Linked DNA regions of Gossypium hirsutum: region 2 is linked to region 1. A link is a contact called in public Hi-C data. All regions are on one chromosome and are shown on one strand. The core of a region is the stretch at or near the end of the contact, and the rest is flanking DNA. Distances in the headings are between cores, read along the strand shown. Region 1 holds the start of LOC107951770 (mRNA cap guanine-N7 methyltransferase 1). Region 2 has its middle 33 kb from the start of LOC107940012.

Region 1 (6,132 bases), core at 1,457-3,956:
CTAGCTTTCATCGTTTTAGGGTGTGCTTGGTTGCATTGAAGAATGGAGGGATGGAAGGAGGGAGTAGAAAAGTGAAAGAAAATAACTGAAACTTTCTATGTATTTTTTTAAGGACAAGAACTATTAAAGCAAGTTGCAATAATAAACCTTCTCGAAGCTTTTTGATTATCACATTGGCATCTGGCATTGTTCCGATGAATGTGCCTCCCGGACGAAGTAAAGCTGATACATTAGCCAGCGCCCGACGTGCACGTGCCTCTGTAGACCAGGAATAATGCATTGCAAACTGCAAAATCCAAAAGTGTCGTGTTACAGCCACATTTATGGTTCAGTCATATAAAGAGCTTACATGAGAAAACAGCTAGTTTATAGCATCGGTAGCTCTTCTACATATGTAGAGCTCTATTAAAAATACTGTCAGAATACTAAAGATTAAATAACTCCAGGTCAAACTTCTGAACAATAAGTAATTAAAGACAAGGCGACAAATAGTTAAATAGCAATTTTATCATAGGATAAAAAAAATACACTTAATAGTAGAATTTCCAAATTCCAACTATCGAAGAAAACATCAACAGCACTTCAGTCACCTGGCAACTGCAGATATCAAAAGGAGCATCATTTGCCAAAACTTTATCGAGACGCACCTGAAAATCATCAACTTGCAAAAATCAGAACTATATCCTTCAATACCTGCTAAACCATGTACATCCTTAATAAGTTGGTCCTCAGGTCCAATTGCCCAAATAAATTTTGTTTCACTGTTCAGATAATTTATAACCCTATTCAAATTGACCATGACTAATTATGCCATTGAATGTGATAAGTAATCCAGAGACGCAGAAACTATAAATATGCTGGCTAGTTAGTAATTTTCAAAGTGGCTACTGACAACATCATTACCTCAAAACAATCCCCACATAATAGACGGGCAGGAAAAGTGAACTTTTTGCGACGTTGATGATGGTCTGCATCACCATTATAACGTGTACGACAATCTTCCATCTGTGCATATATAGAGAATGCAAAATCAATATAGCAACTAGTGACATAAATAGGTACCAGAGAAATATTTAGTTTTCCTGCTGCTGTTTTCTAGTCTCTAATTTCCTTTTCAGGTATAGAAAGACATCTAGACTGCAGGCTGTTAGTGCCTTAGAAGCACACAATTTATCCGTGATTTTAAGCTAGAAAACATCTACACTACCATCCACTATTGCACAAGACTCATGTTTCAGAGAGCTGTAATTTAAAAATTATTACATGATATCATAAGTACAACAAATCGTGCAACAAATAGTTCACATGTATCTATAAAAAAATGCACTAATAGGATTGCGGTTACAAATGCTGCTGCTTAAGAAATTAGTGGCTCAGAACAATTATGATTAGTACTGAAGGAGGCCCAGATACCAGATAGGTTGACCACGGCTTAACGGAGCTACTAAATTGGAAAAACGAGTAAACAAATAGGGGGAAACCCCGAGTGTTTTAGCACTTTACCGAGCCTTCAGCTATATCAACACCAACATAATATTCAACTTTTGCTTTATCCCACTTGATGAGATCACCACCCTAAAACACATAAAAGCAAAACATATCACAAGGATAAAAATAAGTTGAATTTGGCAAAAAACAAGTAAGCTAAATACAAATAAGGGTCCTAAAATACCTTGCCACAGGCAAGATCAAGAACGGCATCCCCCTTACGAGCATAAAGCTGAATCAAGACACTTTTAATCTGTCCAATCAAGAAGAAAGTGAATGACAAATGACTCAAAAATATATCCTAAGAGCAGAATGTAGTTCATATGGTTCAACAACATACCCAATTATTCAACTTCTTTAAGTGAATGATTGGACTTGCTTCTCGTTCTTCCAGAGTCTGATTAGTTCTTGCACTATAATGATCAGCTACTTTCCTAGCAAAAATCTTCGTGCTCTCATCCTCCGGAAATTGTGCATCACCTAATACCACAATACAATTTCAGCTTCTATAATAATTTTTTTCTACTGAATTCTGCATTATAAGCTGTAAAGCTAGCAATTAAAAACATTGGAATATTTTTCTTCCCTCTCAAATTAAATCCTACGAACTTTAAAACCTAACTCATTAACCAAAAACAGAAAATACAGTACACAATTAAACTGGATCCTAAGAAACTTCTAAGTATCGGAAACCTGAAGCTTTTTATTCAACACAAATTTGGCAGCTTAGATGCAAACCATTTAATACCGCATTCTTAAAAACTTTCATTTTCACGTAACAATCAAAATTCACCGTTCTTTTTTTTTTTTTTTTTTTGCGTTTTCTGAAATCTTACATAAACTTCAAAACTCATGTCACAAAAAACTGCACTGTAATCAAATAGCCACAAAATAAACTAAAAGAAGAATATTTCATCAATTTTTTAACCATATGGAAACTGCAATTGAATAAAATATGAAAAACCCAAAGTTCATAACATACCTAATCACAAATGTAACCCATGAAAAGAAACAAGTCCTAACAAGAATTTTACCTTGAGGGTTATGTTTGAATCGGGATTGAGGTGGACCTAAAGAGGAAGAGAGAGATTCAGGGTATCCACGCTTCATAGCCAAAATTATGAAATTAAAGGGGAAAAAAAGAGTTATAAATTACTTTTGAGGGTCCTCCAAGAAAAGGATCAAATGGATGATTGATTAGTGTTTTTTTAAAAAAATTTGGGTAAAAAAAAAAGTGGGAAATTGCTTTGTTGGAGGGTTCGGTTTTTGTCAGTGGGCTTGTTATTGGATCAAAGGTAAAACAGATGGCAGACCTCAAACTGGATTTTAAATTTCATCGGTTTTCTTTTTCAATAAAAATTAAAAATATATACGAAAAAGTAAAAAAAATCAATTAATAAAAATATATTGATGATTGATAAGCTGAAAATAAAAAGAAATTAAAAAAAAAAGTTATAAACACGTTTGGGTGAGAAGAACTTTTAAAAAGGAAATTATATATGAAAATTAAAATTTTAAAATAAATAATGGTAAAATATGAAAATTAAAATTTTAGGCTTTTAGTTCCTAAACCATATTATTTTTTTCTATTTTAAGTTATCTTCCGTTAAGATGATTAAGTCTTAGTTCGATTTGCATCGATATTATTACTAGTGTAGGAGAATGTAGGTTCGAGTGCGCTAAAACGCATTTCAAATATTTTCAAATTATTCAATTTAGTGCCTAAAACTAGGACAAGCATAACTTTCAATTTAAGACTTCAAATTAAAATATGATTTCACCAAAACTCATTAGGGACCCTTTATTTTTTATTCCTACCAACATTTCACAATAGTTTTGCATTTAATTTGATTTGGTCCCTAATGTACTAAACTAACCATTAGCTTTACAATCTAATCTTTTTCTTAAACTAAGTTTAATTTCTAACACTTTGACACCAATTTCATTCAATTCTCAACAATGACAACTTCCAAAAATTTTAACAGTTTTACAAATTAGTACATGGACTAACTAAATCAAAGCTCCCATAATCTCAAATCCATAAAAAACAATGAGAAATGGTTGGGGACTTACCTAAAAATGGTGGTCGAATGTATAAAGCTTTCAAAACCTTTCTCCCATGGCTTTTAGGGTGAACAGTGGTGAAAAGAGGAAGAAGATGATGTTTTATAATCTTTTTCCATTATCTTAAGTATATAGTTAGTTTATTTTTAATTTAATTTAATTAATTAACTTAATCATAACCAATTAATCACTAATCATTAATTACTTTAATCTAATGGTAATTAACATCACATCCCACCATCATCCATTTAAAATTCGTCTATTAGTCATTTTAATCCTTTAAATAATTTCTATTTAAGTCCCCAAACCTTAATCTAATTAAAAATCTATAAAGATTAAACTTTTACTATTTAGCACCTAAGCCATAATTACTCACAATTTTGGCAAAATCGCTTAACCAAATTTCAATTCATCTATACCCTAACTCTGTAAATATTTTTATTTAATATTTACGATCTCTGTTTACGAAAATGGAGTTCCATAACGATATTTTTTGACACCATTGGAAATCGAATAGTTACACATTAATGAAAATTTATTTAAAAATACAATAAATATGTGAATTGTAAATTAAATATCATCATCGAGTTACAATTTATTTAAATATTTAATAATTATTATGAAGAATTACTATAAATGTAAAAAATTGTAAAGACAAATAAGTAGAGAATTAATGTAAAATTTAATGGTTGTTTTAAATAGTTGTTTGCTCCACATCTTGTCCAGTACTAAGTGGTCCAATTTGAAAAAATATGTTGTAAATTTATAATAATAAAAATCAATAAATGTTTGAGGAAAGTGGTCAAAGTAAGTGACATAAAATATAAATATTGCTCACTAAAACTATACCCATGATCACTTTAAAATAGAATTTGTCCTATTTTGGTCATTCTAATTTTTTTTTCTCTTAATTTAGTTACTCTAATTAAAATAATTGTCCAAATTAGTCACTACAGTTAGAAATTCGTTAATCCACTAATGGATTGCTGACATGGCATATTAACTCATTAAATTATTAACATGTGGCACTTTTTAAAACTTTTTTTATTAAAGCTACAAACCTCTCAATAATTAGCTCAAAACTTCTTTTTTTTTTTGTTCTTTCTCTTCTCTTGCTTTTGTTTCTTTTTCTTGATGCGGTGGGTCCAGTGTAGAGCTGCTCATGGGCTGGGTCGGGTTCGGGCCGAGCCCAGAAAAAATTTCGGCCCGGCCCTGGCCCGGGAAAAAAAATCACAAGCCCGGCCCGGCCCGGCCCGTTTTTTAAATAAATACCAAAAATTTATTTTTAAAATTAAAAAAAATTATTTTGAAAATATTTTAAAATAAAAAAAAATTAAAAATGTATTTTAAAAATATTTTAAAAATATTTTAAAATTAAAAAAAATTTAAAAAAAGTATTTTAAAAGTATTTTAAAATTTAAAAAATAAAAAAATTTATTATATTCGGGCCGGGCCCGGGCCAAAAAAGTGGTGCCCGAGGCCCGGCCCGTTTTTTAATCGAGCCTCATTTTTTGCCCAAGCCCATATTTCGAGCCTATATTTTTACCCAAACCCTCCCATATTTTGGGCAGGCCGTCGGGCCGGGCCGGGCCGCCCGGCCCATGAGCACCTCTAGTCCAGTGGCGTAGTAGGTGGAAATATTAGTAGGTTTGATGAACGATTTTTAAGTTGGAATCGAGTGGGAGAGACGATGACTCCCAACATCATGAGAACAAAGTAAAGCACGGGGATATGAGAGCAAAAAAATGTTTTGAGCTAATTACTAGCTTTAGTCAAAACTAAAAACAAAAAAGCCACATGCTAGTCACTTAATGAGTTAATATGCCACATCTGCAATTTGTTAGTGGATTAACGAAAATTTTAGTAACAGTGACTAATTTAGACAATTATCTTAATTAGAGTGACTAAACTGAGAAAAAAATTAGAGTAACCAAAATAGGACAAACCTTATTTTAGAGTGATTATGGGTGTAGTTTACCCAAAAAGTTATAGATTCTATTATTTTGAATTTGTTAGTGGTCTATCTTGGACTTTGTGTTTCAAATAATTATTAAAAATTTATTTATTTTAGGATTTTTCAATTTTTTAAATATTTGTTGACATGGCTTGCTCTGAAGCCATGTCATCACTTAATAGTAGAAATATATGAATTTTTTAACGGAAAGACTATTTTACTTTTTGATCTAACGTGCAGGTGCTAATTTGCAATTTTTTAGTAGATGGGGAAAAATTCAATCTGACTTCTAATACAATGACCTCCATGATACTTTTATTAATTCAAAAATAATATTTTTGCACATCATTTGTGAAGTATATAATATATTCATAAAATAAATTTTGGAGTATTTTTATTATTATTTAAGAAAAAAGTTTAAAATAAACTAATATAATGAGTTTTCTAATAATAATTACGTTTTCCCTAATTTAAAATGGTTATATTAAAATATTCATTTTAATAAAATTGAATGAAAGGGCCAATATATGTTGTTTGTAACACTTCTCACCCCGATTGGATCGATATATCACGAGCAAGGAATGTTACATTTGGGCATTAATACTACGCAACTTGAACATCTATTT
Region 2 (6,132 bases), core at 2,236-4,735, 120 kb after region 1:
CTCGTAATTATTGATAATAAAATTTACGAGCTTATTTTCTGAATTTGGTGATCTCGTACTACTGTTTTCGACATTTTTGAAAACCGAGCTATTACATTTAAGGTTAAAAATAATGAAGAGAAAATGGTTATATTGGGTGTCGAGGTCCAACCACCAAAATTTAATTTAAGTGATTGGGCCTACATGAAATAAATACTCTCTGAATATCATTTGTTGAACTTTGATACTTATGAATATTGAAATCAAGCTAAAGGCATTAATACTAATAGATGAAGAGCAGTAATCAATAATATTTAGTTCGAACTCCGTACCTATAAGCCAGACATTTTCTTGAATTGTACTTCTTCAACACAAAATTTGTAGGAATTTAAAATACATTGATATCGATAAAAAAACATGTAACCCTTAAAAAATACATGGTGAGAAATTAAAAAAAAAGCTCGACAAATGGATGCTTTTATTGACAGTTAAGAAGAACACAAATTTTCTATTGACTTTAAAGGTGAATTTATATTGGTGCCTATATTATTTAATAATTAAAGGAAGAAAATGTTAACTGAATTGATATATGATAACCTAGACAAATCAACTGATGTGACATTTTTTTATTGGTATATTCGTCGATTGAATAGAAAAGATACCATAGTTTGGATGAAATTCTATTGGTAGAGATGAATCAGTGAAAATTGACATTTGATGCTATAAGAACCTAGTCCTTTTTATATTTCTAATTGCGTCATAGGTATGGTTTCATTTCAACTTCTAAAACAGTTTTGTTGGGCTACAATTTTTCAAACTAAAATCTTTATATGTGTACTTTTTGTTGAGTATGACTCTTATTTTAGTCAAATTTGAGAAATAATCTTTTAGTTAACCTCTGTTTATTTGTTTCAATCAAACTCTGATTAGTCTAGATTATTTGATTATTCTTTGACCTATGAATTTAGCCTATAAATAGGCTCTTTTACAACCTTAAAAAATACTCCCATTAGAGATTAGAACTCATAACACATTTAGAGAATTTTGTGTTTACGTTTTGAGGGTTCTTTATTTTCGGGTTTGGTTTGGATAGCAAGGTAGATAGGCAAGCTTCCGTTTTGGTAGCATCAACAAAACGAGACAAAATGTGTCGCTATTATAAAAAGTTAGGTCATGCCAAAGTAGATTGTTATAAACTGCGAAATAAAATAGTTGCTGAGAGTAACGAGGAAGATGTAGCTGGTACTAATTTGGTTGATGAAATCGGTGATGATTTCTTGCTAGTGTCAACGAGTTATAACTCCCAGCTCACGTCCGAGTGGATCCTAGATTCGGGATGTTCTTTCCACATGTGACCCAATAGAGAATGGTTCTTCACATACAGTTCGGTTGAAGGTGGAGTTGTACGCATGAGAAATGATGCATCTAGTAAGGTAATTGGCATTGGTACTGTTAAAATTAGGATACACGATGTGACGATTAGGACACTCTCAGATGTCAGGTATGTACTTGATTTATGAAAGAATCTCATCTCATTGAGTATTTTAGACTTGAAAGGATCCAAAATCAACATCGAGTCGAGCGACATTAAAGTATCTCGTGGAGCTCTCGTTTTGTTAAAAGGTAAAAGAACCGGCAGTCTTTATATTCTAGAAGGTTTTACAGTGACCGGTGAAATCGGATGTCCCTTGTCCGTTATGGAGTCGAATTCAACTTGTTTGGAGGGGAGGCAACTTGGTCATAGGAGGGAAAAAGGTATGACCGTTTCGTTGAAGAGACGTTCTTTTTTGCATGCAGGTTTTGAAAAGTTAGGGCATTGTGTTTGTGAAAATCAGACTCGAGTTAATTTTAATTTCGCAGTGTACAAGTTGAAGGCTAGAAGTCTTCCAGCTTCTAAGCATAGATTCGAATTAATTAATTCTCTGCATAGTTCAAGATAGGCCCGTGGCAGGCTTTGGCAAAGAGGGCATTGTGGAAATATGAGTCAAGGTGGAGATTTGTTGAGTATGACTCCTATTTCAGTCAAATTTGAGAAATAATCTTTCAGTTAAACTCTGTTTATTTGTTTCAATCAAACTCTGAGTAGTCTAGATTATTTTATTATTATTTGACCTATGAATTTAGCCTATAAATAGGCTCTTTTACAACCTTAGAAAATACACCCATTAGAGATTAGAACTCATAACACATTTAGAGAATTTTGTGTTTATGTTTTGAGGGTTCTTTGTTTTCGAGTTTCCGGGGTTTAGTTTTTATCTCCATCTTTTGTACTCTTCGTTCTTTTGTCATTATAGTAAAATTATCTTTGCCCGTGATTTTTTATCCTCTTTGGAGGGGCTTTTCCATATTAAATTTGTGTGTTCAATTTCTCAATTTATTCCGCTATTTTTTTTACTTGTTGCTTAATCGAGTCGTTCCTAACAAAAACAAATTAAATGTTAAACATGTTATATAAGACCCAAAACCTAAATCTCATGCCATAATTTAATAATAAAATAATATAGTCTCTAAATAACAAAGTAGAATATTTTAAATTCTTTTTATTTTATTTTATTTCTTTTAATATTATATTTATTTAAATAATTTAGCTTTAAAATTTTAAAAATACATTTATCAAACAATCTAATAGTATTCCATACTTAATTTAAAAATATATATTAAATAGATTTTATAAATTAAATTAAATACTTAATTAATTAAATGAGTTGTTTTGGGGGACACTAACATTCCATATTGATTACGATGAAGAGCACGGAGTACGAAGGTGGCGATGAGGGTGATTTGGTGAATTGCTCAACAAAGAAAGTACCAATTCGGGGAATAGAGGAAGACTGGGATGTTGTGATGGATACAACACTAGTTGCTGAAAAGTTCCTTTCTTGGAAAGACCAACTGGTAGGTATGGGACTCCGAGCAGATGAGAGAACAACAACTTCGGATGGGTTGGATGGAGCAAAAGAATTCAGACTGTTAAAGGAGGATGTGGAGCGCTCGTTGGTCAATGGTATTCCTTCGATTAATTTTTCAGAACGCGTACACCAAATCCTTATCAAACACATGGAACACATAGTAGTAATCAAACTTTTGGGAAGAAGTATAGGGTACGCTGCACTTTAGAACAAGGTTTTTTTCACTCTGGAAATCACCTCAATCGTTCCGTTTAATAGATGTGGAGCATGATTAATCTTTAGCCAAATTTAAGAACTCGAAGGATTACGAGAGAGTCTTGTGTTATGGTCCTTGAGCCGTGTTTGGGTAGTACTTAACAGTACAGTCATGGACTATGGGTTTTAATCCAGCTCAGCCGTATCTAAGCACGGTTATGGCATGGATCCGACTTCCTACGTTACTGGGCATATGTATAAGCTACAAATCTTACGGGAAATAGGGGGATGATCGAGAAAGTTGCAAAATTTGATTTCAATACGGACAACAGCGTTAGGGGGAGGTTTGCAAGAATAGTAGTGTTCATCAATTTGGATAGGGCTTTGATCACTCAAGTCTTGGTAAAAAGAGTTATTCAGTGGATTGAATATGAATACTTACTGATCGTTTGTTTGTTGTGCGACTACTATGGGCATGTGAAGGAGATCTGCCCTAAGGAAGCAACGGGGCCGGAGGAATTTGGCATAGGCATTACAGGGAATAGGAGAGAACAGAGGCAAATTTCAAAGGAAAATAAAGAAGTCGCAGCGCCAAATCTATGCACCTATAGGCCGTGGATGCTTGCCGAGAGGTGGGGCAGACGCACTTTGAGAATGGAAAGGAAGGACAGTGGTGAGACTTAGGCACAATTGGCGGACAACTCTAGGTTCCAGGTTTTGGAAAACCTAGTTGGGGAAGAAGATTCGCAGGTTCATGTGGTTGGGTCAAAAGTGGACCTAGGCCAAAGCTAGCGGCAAAATGCTGGGTCAAGCTTGGCTACCCAAGCATCGGGCAATCTTTGGATCGCCAGTAAGTTTACGCTAAAGATCGACGAAGCCAAACTAAGACAAGGACATTTGGCTCTAGAAAAAGGCAGGTCAGTGGATGTCACCTGCCATAATAGCCAACCAAGGATAGGGGATTTGTAGGAAATCTAAGCGATTCTGACGGTAGGTGTTCTTGACGCTGCAAAACATTTGGTGGTCATTTTTAAAGAGAACATCCAACATAGAACTGGGGGACCATACAAAGAAGCAGAACCATTACAATAGGACATCTAATAGAATTTTCTTCGGCGCAAGGTAGTGTGAAGGCCAATGGTAGCCGAAAAGGTAAGAAGCTCAAGAAAGTCATTAAGGAAAAAGGTAGCCCTTTTAAGGCTTCTCCCTGAAAACTCCCACTTGTTGAATCAATTAGCAACATGGTCAAGTTACTACAAAGCCAGTTCCAGCGGGGGTTGGTGAACGAAGTTCCCAAAGTGATGGATGAAAAGTCAGGAGAGCAGGTAAGAGCTGGTCAGTAATTGTAAGGACATTTATTCATTTACTGTGCTTTTTAATAATGAACTCTTCACTTTCAATATTTTCTTAGAATTTTCAATAATGCGTGAGTGAGAAGTTTCCTTGCATTTTTAGAGAATATAATATGGAGCATAAGCCATATATTATTAGCTTGTTAAAACCAAAAGTCAGTGGCCACAAAGCTGATGAGATAAATGCAAAATTAAGGCTGCACTACTCCTATCAGGTAGAAGCTTGGGGGTTCTTAGGGGGGATCTGGATTGGTTGGAAAAACTTAGTTAGTCTTGAAATTATCCGAAACCACCCTCAATTCATCCTAGCATGAGTTTCTTTCAGAATTCCCATACAAACAGTCCTAATTGTTTTCGTGTATGGAAGCCCAAATAGAACAAAGAGAATATTGCTATGGGAAGCATTAAAAGAGACTATACCTACCACCATTGTCCCCTAGAATGATAAAAAAAGAATGAGTACTATTAGAAGACGACGTCCTTACTTTGGGGAGCTTGTTGAAGCAAACAACCTACATGATTTGGGATTTTGGAGGCCATCCTTCACATGGCAAAGAGAAGGGGTATTTGAAAGGCTAGACCGAGAATTTAGTAATGCTTCTTGGATTCAAAATTTCCCAAAGTATCTCGAGTACTATATCCGAATTATGGGAATACAATGGGGACATGTCTAAAACTCTGGGAAAGCTTACTGTGGGACTAAAAAAGTGGAACAAAAAAATTTAAGGACATATTAGAGCCTGTAAGCTATAATTAGTGCAGTCCTTAAGTAAGATCCAGCAAAAGATGAAAAATGATGAATTTAGACGCACTAACACAAAAAGAGATGGAGATAAAAGAGAAGTTTTAAGAAGTGCTTAACCATGAAGAGCTACTTTGGAAGCAAAAATCACTATGTGAATGGCTTAAGTTATGGGAAATGAACACAAAGTTTTTTCATAGTAGGGCAATCCACAGACGAAAGGTCAACCACATCAGTGCACCGTAATGCGAGTGGAGATTGGTTATATGATCCAGATGAGATTCAATTAGAAGAAGTATGGTATTTCCAAAAGCTATATGGAGAAAATCCAAACAGGACAAGCGACTTACCCCCTAGCCGCTTTCCCCAACTAGGCCAAAAAGACAGATTTTTTAAGTAAAGAAGTCTCAAACAATGAAATTAAAAAGGCCTTTTTTTTTGTTTGGCTCCTTTAAAAGCCCTAGGAAGTAATTGGTACCATGCTTTCTTCTTCCAAAACCAATGGAACTATATTGGGAGTGCAGTTTGTGATTGGGTCAAGGACGTTTTCAGAGGCAAGCCTATTGATCATGAGTTAAATAATAGACTTATTGTGCTTATACCGGAAAGTCGCTCAACCTGAGGAGATATCTCATTTTAGACCCATTAGTCTCTGCTTAGTTCTTTATAAGTTAGTTATGAAAATTATAGCCAACAGGTTCAAGGTGGTATTCCCAAATATCATTTCACAAAAATAAGTCAGGTTTATTACTGGTCGAAATATTTTTGATAGTATTATCATTACTCAAGAAGTCATCTATTCCATGCGAGGGAAGAATAGGAAGTGGATGATAGTTAAAATAGATCTAGAAAAAGCCTATATTATGGTCCGTTGCGACTTTATTGATAACTTTATTCAGGCAGCAGGTATTCCAGACTTTCTACAAAATGTAATTATGTCAGCTATCTCGACGCC

What was found. A called contact is a pair of places that touch in the nucleus more often than the background predicts.
Region 2: a Hi-C map of fibers shows a contact between it and region 1, with 3 times the contacts expected there. The contact joins the enhancer-like site here to the promoter of LOC107951770 in region 1. A contact is called at or near these places in 12 of 34 Hi-C or Micro-C datasets (callus, fibers, hypocotyl and 2 more).

What each region holds. Positions count from the first base shown.
Region 1 is chrD01:8,993,533-8,999,664 of Gossypium_hirsutum_v2.1, forward strand. It overlaps LOC107951770 (mRNA cap guanine-N7 methyltransferase 1), which reads right to left and starts at 2,707. Exons shown (of 13, transcript XM_016886906.2): 1 at 2,523-2,707; 2 at 1,829-1,968; 3 at 1,673-1,741; 4 at 1,504-1,575; 5 at 904-1,005; 6 at 591-647; 7 at 148-286. The coding sequence starts at 2,598.
Region 2 is chrD01:9,112,351-9,118,482 of Gossypium_hirsutum_v2.1, forward strand. No RefSeq gene overlaps it. Among protein-coding and RNA genes, the nearest start is that of LOC107940012, 33 kb to the left of the region's middle. Within about 2 kb of position 3,486, at least 6 of the 9 cell types and tissues checked have an H3K27ac peak or open chromatin away from gene starts, as enhancers often do. A contact at or near this core is called in fibers, where this site is marked.